Regions from separate parts of the Zea mays genome. Here region 1 is linked to region 2. A link is a contact called in public Hi-C data. All regions are on one chromosome and are shown on one strand. Each heading gives the region's core, a stretch centred on a gene start, on an enhancer-like site or on the middle of the called end of the contact. The rest is flanking DNA. Distances are from core to core; before and after follow the strand shown.

Region 1 (7,132 bases), core at 2,741-5,240, 240 kb before region 2:
TTACGGCCAACAGAACGCTTCAGCTGCGAAACATGAATTACAGGATGAATGACACTGGCTGGAGGAAGCTGAAGACGATAAGCCACTGCACCAATACGCTCCACAATCTGATAGGGCCCAAAAAACTTGAAATACAATTTGTTGTTGGATCGAGTTGCAACGAATGACTGAATGTAAGGTTGAAGTTTAAGATAAACCCAATCCCCAACAGCAAATGTCCTCTCTGAACGATGTTTATCTGCTTGCCTCTTCATGCGATCTTGTGCATGAGTCAGATGAAGTTTAACCACTCTGGTCATCAGCTCCCGATCACGCACCCAGTCTGCCACCTCTAAATTTGGAGTCACATGTTCAGGGACAATTCCAAAATGGTGAGGAGCAAAACCATATAACACCTCAAAAGGCGAACGACCCAAAGACTCCTGAAAACTGGTGTTGTACCAATATTCAGCAACAGACAGCCAATGCGACCACTTAGCTGGACAAGTATGCACAAAACATCTGAGAAATGTCTCCAAACATTGGTTTAACCTTTCGGTCTGTCCATCTGACTGCGGATGATATGCTGAAGACATAGACAACTGAGTATCGGTCAGATGAAACAGTTGCTGCCAGAACGAACTTGTGAAAATTCTATCTCTGTCAGATATTATATTGACAGGTAACCCATGAAGCTTGTAAATCGAGTCCAAAAAGAGCTTAGCTACTTTAACTACTGTGAATGGATGTGACAGAGGCAAGAAATGACCATACTTTGAAAACTTGTCAACAACCACTAAAATGCAGTTAAAGCGCATTGACTGGGGTAACCCTTCAATAAAATCTAATGAAATGGTATGCCAAGCTTGAGGTGGAACCTCGAGAGGCTGCAGTAATACTTCATACCGGGCCAATAGAACAAACGTTTCAGTTTCTGATAAGTAGCAGGAACACCAGAATGACCTCCCACAGCCGAGTCATGTAAAGCCTTCAGCACTCGCTGTTGCATAGAGAGATTCCCAGCCAAGCATACCAGGCCCTTGTGGCGAATCACTCCTTGATGCATCGAGAAAGGACCCAAAACCTCCTTTTGCAGACTCAACTTAGTGAGTAACTCCTGGCTATATGGATCATTAGCATAAGCAGCCACCACTTCCTGCAACCATTCTGGGGTAATCTGAGATATAGCAGTACACTGAACCGTGTCCCTTGGCTGCCTAGAGAGAGCATCTGCAGCCCCATTCTCAATTCCCTTCTTGTACACAATTTTATACTGCAGTCCAGCCAGTTTAGTGTACATCTTTTGTTGCCATACAGTCATCTGTAAAATGACAAAGATAATAAAGTCACATTTTTCCAACGGAGACCATAATTAATTTATTTCCATAATGTATGACTGTCATCTATGAAAACAAAGAGTGAGTTACATTCTTAGATCGGATACCATGGTAAAAAAACAAAGATAATAGACTCACATCTTAAATCGGAGACCATAATTAGTTTATTTCCACAATGTATGTTTTCCTCTGCTGATACGAAGTCAAGATGAGAGAAGAACACTAAAATATTTTCTTGTAAAAAATACACATACACGAGGTTTCATCAAAGTAGCAGGTAACTGAGGTATCACAAGATCCATTTTTGTAACACATATAAAGCAAAGAAGTTTCATACAGACTGCAAAAACACAAATGTAGAAATTGGCAGCATATAATTGAGAATGGCAAAATTACAAAACCTAATGTTCAGCTATCTAAGTACCAATTGCAGTTAATTGCATGGTTTATAGAAAAAGAATTCCATAACTTGCAGAAACACATACTACATCTGTTCTCGAATATTTCAGTTTTGAACTAAACCGCTATTCAAACTCATTAGTTCTCGAATATTTCTCAGTTAATTGAGAATGGCACATAGTACCTCCATCATCAAAGTCACTGGACAGTAGTGCTGGTGCAGGGTATTTTGTTTCAGGAAGTAACTCCTTTTTTTTATTTGATCACGTTGTGTAATCCACTGCTGTAGTACGGCCTACCAAAAATGCTGGCGCATCTTATCATCGATGTCCAGTTCAAGTACCACGACACCATCAAACCCACATTTTCTATGAGTCGTTGTGTTCTGCTAAACCAAGCGATTCCCGGTCAATTAGTCTGCAGAGAAAACAAAATAATTATTGTACTGTCAATTCCTTCATATGGATTCAGTCGATACCTATTGCCAAACAAAATGAAGTTAGGCATAATAGAGCGTATGCACTTGTAACTCGATCAGGTACACATATACAAATAGCTAAATAGCAAGTTAGGGTTCTTGGTTCCGCAGGGAAGAGAAGGAGCCGACATACCTGGTGCTTGCTGTCGACGGGGCAGGGTCCGACGGATACCTGGGCACCTGACCTAGGGCGGCGTCTGTTGCCTACAATTTTAGCAATATAATGGCTTTCAAAATTAACAGGTCTGCTACATTCAAACAATTCACATTTCAACTAAAGTTGAATAGCATTTATAATCCAAAATAAGTATGTCAGCTCAAGGAGTTTATACGGTCAACATGGATCTCTCTGAAAAACTCAAACACGCATCCTAACATTGGGCGAAAGCGTTTGTAGCACATTGGCGTGCTAGCCTGCTAGGATATGCAACCTAATCACATGAACAAAAGGCATGGAAGGCAATTGTATAGTGTAGAGGGCAGCTGTAGCCTCTAATGGAGCTGAGGGGGAAGGAGAGGGGCCCGCTGTAGTTAGCCTAAGCTGCTAAGGCCGATCAAGATCCGTTGCCCGTGGAGAAACTGAAGCTCACCTGAAGGGGCCTCTTGGAGTGTATCCATGGTGTTGATGGCGGAGCCCGTAGGAGCTGTGCACCTTGCCGTCGCGAATGGGTGATCACGTGAGGGGCGGCAGGGAATGGGTGGGGATGGCGCGGCGAGGGAGCGGGGTTGCGGATGGGTGGGGATGGCGTGATGGTCGCGTCACCGAAGTCGCGGGGAATTGGGTCTTCAGGCGGGGGCAGTCATGGGACTGGGGTTGCAGATGGCTGCTGGGTGGGGATGGCACGGCGGTCGCGGCGCTGAAGCCGCGAGGAACGGGGTCGTCGCGCGGGGGCACGCGGGGTGGACGACGCCTGGAATCCGAGGATGGGGTAGCGGAATCCGAGGATGGCTGGGCATGGCGCGTGGTGGCCTTCCATAGTTGGAGCGGATGCGAGATCTCGGGCACAGGGGAGGAGGAGGAGGCGGCGGAATCAGCGAATGCGGACGCACAGTGAGGGGAGGCAGGGGCGCGGACGCGCGGGTGGAGGCGGGGGCGCCACGGTGTGTGGACGCCCTCGTTGTACCCTTATGGTATAGTAGAGATAGTAGTAGTTCTTTTTGCTGCGTATACAGACATAAATACGTGCAGTGGTGAGTGGACGCGTCCATTATTCCCTGGATGGATGGATCGGACTTTGTGAGTGCACAACAGCCACATGCTGAATTGTACACACATGCATGTGTGTGCCGTGTGGCGGAGATGAACAATGAGTAGTGAATTCGTCTCTCGGATCGATTAGGCCGGCGAAGCGAAGATCGACGGAGATACTAATCGGTCGGCCTTCATCTGCGGTTAGGTGATTAATTAGGTGGGGGTCGGAGGCATGGCCATGCCGCCGCTCTGCACGTAATGCATAGCATGTATTGTATGTATGTATGTATGTACGCGCGCTCGTGCATCAGCAGCGCGGGAATGACTGAGTGAGCATGATGACACCATGCACATATCGCCGTCTGAGCTCACCGCGCGCCTAACAAAGCCTGCCACCTGGCTTCGGCACACTACCCAAGAAAAGTCTCTCTCTTTCTCTCTCTCCTAGCTAGCCCCCGATCTGGCCCTCTCTCTCACGCGCTCTAGAACTAGAAGGGCATCCGCAGAAGTTGACCACGTACAGCAGCGGCAGCGCGGGCTCCTCCTGTTATATAACGCCCGCCTCTCGCCGCTCTCCAGCTTCTTCTTAATTTCTCTTCTATGATACAGGGGTAGGAGAAGGAGGAGGAGGAGTAGAAGCAGCTCCACACCTGTACGTAGCTGCCGCGCGCCGGTGAGCGAGGTCGTTCTTGAGAGCTGTATATATATATATAGCTCCGCGACGACGCCGATGATGGCCATCAAGTCGCTGAGCATGGTGGAGGCCAGCCTGCCTCCGGGGTTCAGGTTCCACCCGCGCGACGACGAGCTCGTGCTGGACTACCTGGCCAAGAAGCTCGGCGGCGGCGGAGGCCCTGTGGTGGTGAGCATCTACGGCTGCCCCACCATGGTCGACGTCGATCTCAACAAGTGCGAGCCCTGGGACCTTCCCGGTATGTAAGACGACGGCGCCTACACATGCTAATATAACTTGCTTGTTCCTGTCCTTGATTTCTGGCCAAGATTGATATGATCGAGCTTTTCCCCTTGCCAAGTCCTTAATTGCGCAGCGAATTCTTCTTCCTTCCTTCCCTTCCCTTCCCTTCCTCTTGGGTTTTTGAATTAATCCCCCCTGCTGTGTGAGAGCGCTATTAATTATTCTCTTTGGGTTCTGATCTGTTATTATGTTATGTGTTCCTGATGACTAATGATTGAATTGGTCCCTCAAATAATCCTTTATGTTATGCCAATCAAAGATTTTTTTTTAATGAGAAAGTAGCTGTACGATCTGTGATTATCCGTTCCGACATACTGATACACAAGCAAGTCTACTACACGGCGGCTTGCATGTATCATCCAGGATACGCTTGGCGTGATCACGTCTGTTTGCAATAAGGATGCCAATCATGGCACGCCCATGTCCTGCTGTCGTTGGCTCACCGATCTACAAGAATAATACATATACTAATATACATCTATACTTGTACTAGCCAATAAGATCTCAAAAAAAAAAAAACAGCTGCCATATGCCTTCTTCTCTCCATTATTAGCCAGACTACTACTACTCTACTAGTAGCCATGTATTCCAAGAAAATTCTCTTTGTTCCTTTTCCCTACATCCCTGCGTGTTCCTCCTCCAAATGGCACAAAAGCATACTCCTACACACATGCATGCATACAGCCATGTACTTTTGATTCGATTAATTGCATGGGCGCATCGAAATCCAAGATGCATGAATAACCACGAGTGTACTGTGCATGCTAGTTGAAACTGTGTGTCCCACTCCGAGCCATAAGTGAACGAAGAGACCATGACATCCTCTCCTGCAACTTTCACCGATCAACTTGCCAAGAATCCCTTTCTTTTCTTTCCTTCAATTCAATCGTCGCGCTTATCCCTTTCTTTTTCGCCCTCTTTTCGGAGTGTGCCCATGCCATATCGGTTTTCTTTTTTCCGGAGCATTTAATAAGCAGCTGCTGTATTTATGGGATAGCTTATTCCTTCTTTTGAGAAGTCTTTGATGATCTAAAGCGTAAACAAAATCAGAGTCAGACCTAAGCTACATACATATGTACTATATATATATTTATATGTGCAACAATAGCTGAGGCGAGACAGTCTGCAAGCAAATCCTTGCACGTACGTATTTTGTTTTTTTAAAAAGAAAAGTTCAGCTGGATCAGTACACTAAGCTAGCTGTTTAACCTATATATATGCTCGCTGCATCCAGAAAATCTACCGAGAACTATAATTTCACACGTCTTGTCTGCTGCCTGCTGCCTCCCTTGTCGCCTTCCTTTCCTCATATAACAGAAGGGTATTCGCACTGCCAAGACTTTGTTTGGCCCCATCTTGGCATTCTATCCCTCATCTGTCCCTGTTGCTGCCATGCTATCAAATATTCTCTCACTTTGCCTCATCCTTGAAGGGAATTAACAGCCAAATGGATGGGGACAAACACCAAAAGAAGGCCTCTCACTTTGCTATTAGTAGAATACTGCGCCACAAATTCTTGTCAAAATAAAATAAGATATTTATTCAATTCATGAATAACATATATTTTTTTTCTTAATTCTGCCTTGATTCCCTCTCCCCATTACACTAAATTAATGAATACGTGTTGGCTCAGCTGGGTTTACAAATTTCTTTTATCTATAAGCAGATTAATGATTGTGTTTATTGTTGATTGTACGTATTCCGCCTGTTTACATCTAATATAAGTAATTATTATTAACCTTCTTGTCTGTTAGTTTAATAAGTAACAGGTTATTATTTTCCTCAAATTCAGACATCGCGTGCATTGGTGGAAAAGAGTGGTATTTCTACAGCCTTAGAGATAGAAAGTATGCCACTGGCCAGCGTACAAACAGAGCAACTGATTCGGGATACTGGAAGGCCACAGGGAAAGACCGTCCAATAAGCCGGAAAGGGTTACTTGTTGGTATGCGCAAAACCCTTGTGTTTTATCAAGGTAGAGCCCCAAAGGGAAAGAAGACCGAGTGGGTTATGCATGAGTTTCGCATGGAAGGGCGAGATGATCCCATGAAATTACCTTTCAAGGTAATAATTAATTACGACGACTTGATTTCATCATTGTGCATCCTTCTTTTTTCAGTTGTTTGTGTTGATTCATTTTATTCACAGTTTTCCAATAATATATGATAGATACAATCATAAATCATGTGTGTGTGTGTGTAGCTAATGGGCATGCAATACGTAACGCAAAACAAGTACGAAAAATATTTATTTGGGGGTATAGTAGTGAAACAATGGAGTTGGCCCCAACGGTTTTCCTATGGATAAATTAAGCCAAATTATATATGGTTGTGAAATAATGGCGATCATATGAGAGGTACATATCAAAGACTTCGTGGAGCTAGGACAATTCATCTGTGTGAACATTACAAACTTAATTTGTTCATGACACATGAGATCGAAACTATAGTACTATAGTTATATATGCCGAGTCTTTCTTCATTCACATTTGTGTAATAACATGTGCTGGACAATGAAATGCCAGGTCATATTATACACACATCACACATGTGTCCTCTCGCCTATATATTAAAATGAAAGAGAGAGAGAGAGGCACAAACGCCAAATTTACGGTCAAGTTGGAAAATTACCAAGTTTTTAGTGTTACCATGAGTTTACGTGTCATTTGCAGAAAAATAATAAATTAATTAAAGTAATAGTGTACATGGTTTTAGATTAAGACATCACACATCAATCGCTACATGGTTTACTGTTAAAAACAACTGATGGTC
Region 2 (7,016 bases), core at 1,960-4,459:
GGAGGTAAATAGATGTTTAATCATCTGAAAATAAAAATAGCACGTTAGGTCTGTCCGCCAGTATAAGGAGAATTAGAGGTTACCTTAATCCCATGAACAGACCGTGGCACTTTTCTTGACAATACTAATGCTGAGTGCAGAAAAAGATTGTGCCTGCAATTTATGTAACAGATAAATGGAAAAAGGTCTTATGTTCTAAACCAAATGCTTGGGAACAGAAAGATAGAAAAAGAAGCTTACGGCATCACCATAGCACCAAGTAATGAGATAGCAAGGCCTGTAGCTCCATTTCCTTTAAGTTCAGGAACAAAAAGGCCCCTAACAACTTCTGGAGCATTTGGTTTAGAATACCCAAGTTCAACTAAGAAACATGTTGCTATTAAGAACACCAGAAATGCAATCAGAAATTCTAGCTTACGGACCTGCACCAAGAAAATTACAGTACACAATATGAGCCACTCAAACAAGACCGATATGAGTGATGTCTATTAACTATGTCATCATATTGATGATCTTGTCTATACTATCTGTTAATAAAGCTGCTTTGAATAGAATTTAGGTTTTCAATGAGGAATACTTGGACATGTAATATGAAATGGTCTTACCCCATATTGCTGCAGCAATAAGAGCATTAGAGTGCTGAGTCCAGTTATTAGAACACCACACCATACTGGGATTCTGAACAGCATGTTTAGAGCAAAAGCAGTTCCAATTACTACAAAGAGTAAACCGCCATCTTAGTTGATAAGAAATTACTGGAGAATTCAACATAAAGCTAAAAGAATCGGTTGTGTGATCTGCTAGTTTGACAGACAATTTACCAAAGCAAACTGTAATTTCCAATTTATATCTAGTAAAGAATTAGTTTCACACCATCTGCAGTATTATTAAATGGCTGGATAAAACCCAAGTAGCTCTGTGCTTAAATTTAAAAAACATGCAAAAAGCAACTGAAATGTATTTTTGATACCTTCAGGAATGTCACATGCAACAACAGCAAGTTCTGCAAGAATCCATAAGACAAAATTTGTGACCTTGGGATACTCAGCCCTGCAATGCTCTGCAAGATGTTTCCCTGTACACAGAGGAATTTCACAAACTATTAGCAATGCTCACAAGGCTTTGTTGTTGTTGTATTAGCAATGCTCACAGGGAAGGATTGAAGGATGCAATAAATTAACAAACATAAAATACCAACCTGTCACAACCCCTAGCCTGGCTGCAAGTGATTGAATAATAAGAGCAGCACAGGATGCAACAAGTATGATCCAAAGAAGCTGCAATTGAAGAGTCTTTGTTAGAGAGAAGCATGGCTTAACTGAATGGAAGAAACAAAAAAGAAAAAAAAACACAACACACACACGCACAAGTGGGAACATAAGACTGAAGCAGCAGGCACCTCATATTTGTACTGTGCTCCAGCCTGTAGATCCGTCTCAACTGCAAGACACACCAAAAAATTTGTGAAGAATACACAATAGATGGAAGGGAAATACTCAATGAGAATCGAAGAAAAGTGAATCCGTTAATCTTACAGTTTCCAGGATCAATATATGCAATTGAGACGAGAAATCCAGGCCCTATGTATGAGAATAAGTTCTTCCAACTGTTTTTCTGTCAAAGTGATATGTCAGGCAATAGTTAGTTTCTCATCATTATGAAGGCATAAGATCTGGAGATACAAAAGTTAGTAGAGCAATCTAAGTATATCATTGTTTCCTATTCACTTGTTGACTATTCCTTCTATTTCTCGATAAAAGCTAATGTTCAGTTCATCATTCTTTCTACACTATGGCGCATCAAGTTTGAAACTTCAGATGGCACACATCACGACAACATATTCAGAGGAAGATTATCTTGAGAAAGAAAGAGCGAGACTAACAATTAAGCTTATATGTTAGCTGTCACGGAGACATCTTGTTCTTTTCCAAAATCAAGCACGGGCTATCAAAAGTATAGCATACCTCTGGAATAACAATTTGATCAACATCTATGCTTTCGATAAGAGGAGTGCCGGGGCCATTGGAGCGGTTACTCCTCCCAACGCTGGTGATAAATTGTGGCTGGGATGAGCATTGACCTGGGACACTCATATCGCTCTCACCAAGAAGTCTGAACCCCCTGTTCTGCAAGCACAAGGCAGCAAGGGGGTGTTATTTATATAGGTACTCTTCCAAGTGACGCTAGCTTTGTGCCGTGAGTTTGAAAAATATGCCTAGCGGGGGTTTGACAAATTCTCCAGTAGGATAGCACGAATCAGTACCACCACAGGCCACAGGCAGGCGAAGATAAGATAAACGAGCGACCAGAGCACAGTGCATCGAAGACAAAGTGGAGATCACTGTATGTGTTTGGAAACCGGAAAAGTAGTAATTTCAATTTTTTTGAACCTAACTTGATCCAGCAAATGGGACGACGCCGGGCACCTACTTTACACATGATGAAATATTCCCCAGAGCAGATTGAGCGGTCTAGAGCTAAAGGCAGTTGAGCGTGTGATCAGCAGCGGAGCATCAGGAATATAGAAATGACAGCACGTAGTATTGAAATGCAAGGCTCGACCTTTTCCCCATACCTAAGCTAATCGACGCAACAGAATCCTACGGACACAGGCGCATGCGAAGGGAGAAACTAAAACAGTCAAAAAGGGTCGCTCGCAAGTGGCGTGTGGTTACCAATCAATCTCGGACACCACAAATGCAACAACACCTAACAACCACTTGCTGAAAAAGTTAGCTACCAAATCGAAATTAGATTGAACCTGGTTGCCCGAAAGAGGAGGAACGAAGATCACAGAGCCGAGCAGCCAAGCTTACAGGCTACTGACGCAACCGAAAGGAACGTTTGCGTGCGTGCATACATCTGCTATGGCAGTGAGAAGAGTCAAGAGTTCAATCTTTCTCCGCCCGGCCGCCGCCATGGGCAGCAGGGAAGAAAGAAAAGAGAAACTGTCTTTGGCGTGCCTGCCGCAGTACCACGGAACTGCCCACCACCGCAGCCGCACCAAGGCGGTGTCGCAACGGGTTGCCCGGATCTGAGGCGGCGCGGACCCGTGACCCCAGGGAGACGGAGTCACGGAGGAGTCCCAATGGGAAGGCCGAAGGCGTACCTGCGGGTCTCGGCGAGGCCGCGTGAGGAGCCGAAGCAGAGCAGAGGGGGAGAAGAAGACAGCACAGCAGAGGCGCCGCGACTCGTCTCCCGCTCTCTCGCTCGTTCCGAACACGACGGTGACTGCACGGAGCTCTCTCCCCCGCCTTTGCTTGTGCGGCCGTTGTGCGCTGCGGGACTCTTCCTTTTTGTCATTTTTACAAAATTCACTTACTTCCCGTTTGGATTATTGAAATTGAATTACATTCTAATAACAGTAATTTAGTCATATATCAATTAAGCTAATTCGATTTTATACAAAATATATTTATATAATATTATTAGCAAGATGTCGAAAATATTTATGTGCTATATTTTTACTATAAGGGAGTGAGACGAAGAGTGTCATGTAAGTTATAGATTAGAAACCAATTCTAGTCATGCATAAAATCATTTCTCACCCTCCATCCCATTAATTTGAGATAGGCTTATATATTAACTTTAGAAAGTGGTGGAATGTCAAATTCCAAACTAAATAAGTTACTTTATTGAGTGAATTCCAATTCCTCTAAATGAAGGGATCCAAACGTCCCGTTAGGTCTGTTCGGTTAGTTCTCAATCCATGCGAATTATGTGGGATTGGGTGAATTTAAATCCAAAAAAGTTAAATTTCTTCTTAATTTTTTTAATCTCATCCAATTCATGGATAACGGAATTAACCGAACACTGCTGATGTGTTTGGTTGAGGAGCGGAGAGAAATGGAACGGCTCCATTCTTATTTTTTTGATGTTTGGTTTCCAATGGAGGAGAGCGGAGCGGCTCCTGAAATCTATATATGGCAAATATTTGGGATGCTCTCGCTCCACCAAAACAATCGGATGCGAGCTCTCTCACGGACGCGAGCGCTCTTCTCCCTCTCCTCCACTCTACATTTATATGGCTCTCCAATCAAACAACGAACGAAACGGCTTCACTCTATTCTACTTTTCAACCAAACAAAAATGAAGCGGTTTTGTTCTGCTCGTCAAACACAGAATAAAATGTCTTAATTCCTAGAAACCGAAATGGAACTGCCTCCTCAACCAAACGTATAGTTAATCATACAACTCACTCACTAACGAAGTTTTATTTATATAGCAAAAAAGTTAATTTTTCCTAGGCTGCGAGCCTGCGATGGTTGATGGAGCACGTTTTGCCCGGAGATGACAGATGAGTCCAATGCTGACTGCCCACCTCGGTGACCGAGTCCACCGTGTTTCTCTGCCAGCATACCCGGGCACGTGGCACACGGCACCGCCACGGCCACCAGCTCGTGATTCATCCACCGACGCTGTAATATATAAAGAAGGTGTTTCTATACACTAGAGATAATAGTTAGTTAGCTAAAAAGTTGTTAGTAGAATTAGCAAGCTAACAAATAGTTAGCTAACTAGTAGCTAATTTACTAAAAATAGTTAATAGCTAAAATATTAGCTAAAGTGTTTAGATGTCTCTACCTAATTTTAATCACTAATTATTAGCTTTATTGCATTCAAACATCTCCTTAATTTTATGAAATTCTATGCAAAGGCTCTCGTTATGTGGAATTCAAATCCACAAAAAAGTTACCAGATTGATAAATTTCATGAAACGAGATGCTAAAAACAGAATTTTGTATATCCTCGATTCTATTCTGCTACTAGTAAGTTGTTAGCGTCTTGCGCGATGCGTTTAACATATAAATTGCTCCTTCAAACACATAGGAGCATCAAAATATATTGGTACATAGAAGTAACAATTATCAATCAAGTCAACACCAGTTAAAAATGAAGACCTTCATCCTATAATTAACACTTCGTCTTTATACAGATTTACAATTATGTCCAACAAGGTTTTACATATACTGTTTACAAGTGATATAAGGACAATATCGTATTTTCTCCGCCTTCGGCTTTGCGGGTCTCAGCCTTCGTTGTTCAGTAACCTTCTTTTTGGCTCGTGCCCGAAGTCATTGCCTTCGACAGTCGTCTCTGCTACTTGCATATAGATGAAGCGTACTTGTTTACTGCTTGAGCCAAAGGTTAGCTTCGTATGCAAGTGAAAACATTCCTGAAACACACTTATTCACGTCGAAGCTATATGCTAGACAGATAATTGTTTCTTCGTGAACATGTGATCTTCGACATGACCTTTATTGTACTCTTAAAGCACAACTATGCAATACAGTTGATAAGAGGACCTTCGGCAATGTAGGCTCCTAACAGGAAGTTGACCATGCTTGTTACCTTCGGCTACATCAAAAACACCAGAACAAAGGAAGTTGTGTTTGACATCATCAACAAGGAGTTTCCATATAATAAAATCATTGGAAGAGGGTTACTCAATGCCTTCAAAGCAGTTTTACACTACACTTTATCTGCATGAAAATACTAAGCAATCAAGGCATTATATCAGTCCATGGAAGTCAAGAAGCCGCAAGAAGGGTTGAAGGAACCTAGCAAGAGTCCAAGGCTATCCATAATATCGACGAAGCTAAAACTCAAGCTCAAGTGCAAGACAAACAAGTCAAAGAAAAAGCAACTTCAATATATCAGTCGAAGCCAGTCCTCCTCTACAAAGATGTCGATGGTCAAAGGGTTTTATTATGTCCTCAACTAGCTTCGAAACATGGAGCAACCCTCAAAAGATTCTTGTTTCACAACAAAGATGTCTTTGTTTGGTTAGCTAATGACCTATCTGGAGTTGATAAAAGCATCATAGAGCATGCACTCAACATAGATCTAAACATTAAACCAAGAAAGCAAAGGCTTTAAAAGATGTCCGATGATAAGCCAAAGGTGCGATGGCTAATGTAAAAAAGACTCCTTAGTGTTGGAGTAGTAAGAGAAGTTACCTACCTAGAATGGCTTGCCAACATGGTCATGGTAAAGACATCAAATGGAAATGGAGGATGTGCATTCATTTCACATATCTCAACAAAGCTTGTCTGAAGGATGTATTAACCTTGCTAAGAATTGACTCCCTTATGGATGCATCAGCTACTTCGGAGCTCGTGAGCTTGCTAGACTATTATTGGGAAAACGCTCCTGCTTCAAATGCGGTAAGTTTGGTCATTTTATAGCACAATGTCCTGATAATGATAATGATCAGGCACAAGAAAAGAAAGGGAAGGAGAGAGAAAAACTACAGGAAGGCGAAGGGCGAGGCGCACATTAGCAAGGAATGGGACTCCTACTGTTCTTCATCCGACTCTGATGATGAAGGACTGGCTGCCTCTGCCTTTGACAAAACCTCCCTCTTCCCCAATGAACATCACACATGCCTCATGGCTAAGGAGAAGAAGGTACGTACACGAGATACCCCCAAGTACACTTCTTCTAGTGATGAGGAATCTGATGATGATGTAGACTATAGTGATCTCTTTAAGGGTTTAGATAGATCTAAAGTAGATAAAATCAATAAATTAATTGATGCCCTTAATGAGAAAGATAGGTTGTTAGAAAAACAAGAAGATATTCTTTATGAAGAACATGATAAACTTGTTAATGCTGAAAAATCTCTTGCTTTAAAAGTTAAGAGAAATGAACTTCTTTCTTCTGAATTATCTTCTTGTAATGATTCTCTCTCTAGTCTTTAAAGTTTAAATGTTGATTTAAATGCTAGGCTAGAAAAAGTGAATATTACTAATTCATTTGTGGAGCATGTGTCTATTTGTAACAGGTGTAAAGATTTTGATATTGATGCTTGCAATACTCATGCTTCCACTATTCTTAAGTTGAATAATGATGTTGCAAATCTTAATGCTCAACTTAAGACTTGCAAGAATGAAAATGATAAAATAAAATTTGCTAGGGATGTCTACACCATTGGTAGACATCCCTCCATTAAAGATGGACTTGGTTTTCAAAAGGGAATCAAGAACTTAACAAGCCAAAGGACTTCCAATCTC

What was found. A called contact is a pair of places that touch in the nucleus more often than the background predicts.
Region 1: a contact with region 2 is called in a Hi-C map of ear, with 2.4 times the contacts expected there. The contact joins the promoter of LOC100382839 here to the promoter of LOC100193537 in region 2. A contact is called at or near these places in 5 of 25 Hi-C or Micro-C datasets (bundle sheath, ear, leaf and 1 more).

Annotation. Positions count from the first base shown.
Region 1 is chr5:44,887,732-44,894,863 of Zm-B73-REFERENCE-NAM-5.0, reverse strand. LOC100382839 reads left to right here and starts at 3,990. Exons shown (of 3, transcript NM_001175536.1): 1 at 3,990-4,317; 2 at 6,154-6,425. The coding sequence starts at 4,116.
Region 2 is chr5:44,645,777-44,652,792 of Zm-B73-REFERENCE-NAM-5.0, reverse strand. It overlaps LOC100193537 (nramp aluminum transporter1), which reads right to left and starts at 3,209. Exons shown (of 14, transcript NM_001138648.1): 1 at 3,110-3,209; 2 at 1,965-2,126; 3 at 1,536-1,614; 4 at 1,400-1,440; 5 at 1,199-1,277; 6 at 971-1,075; 7 at 606-715; 8 at 241-422; 9 at 84-153. The coding sequence starts at 2,093.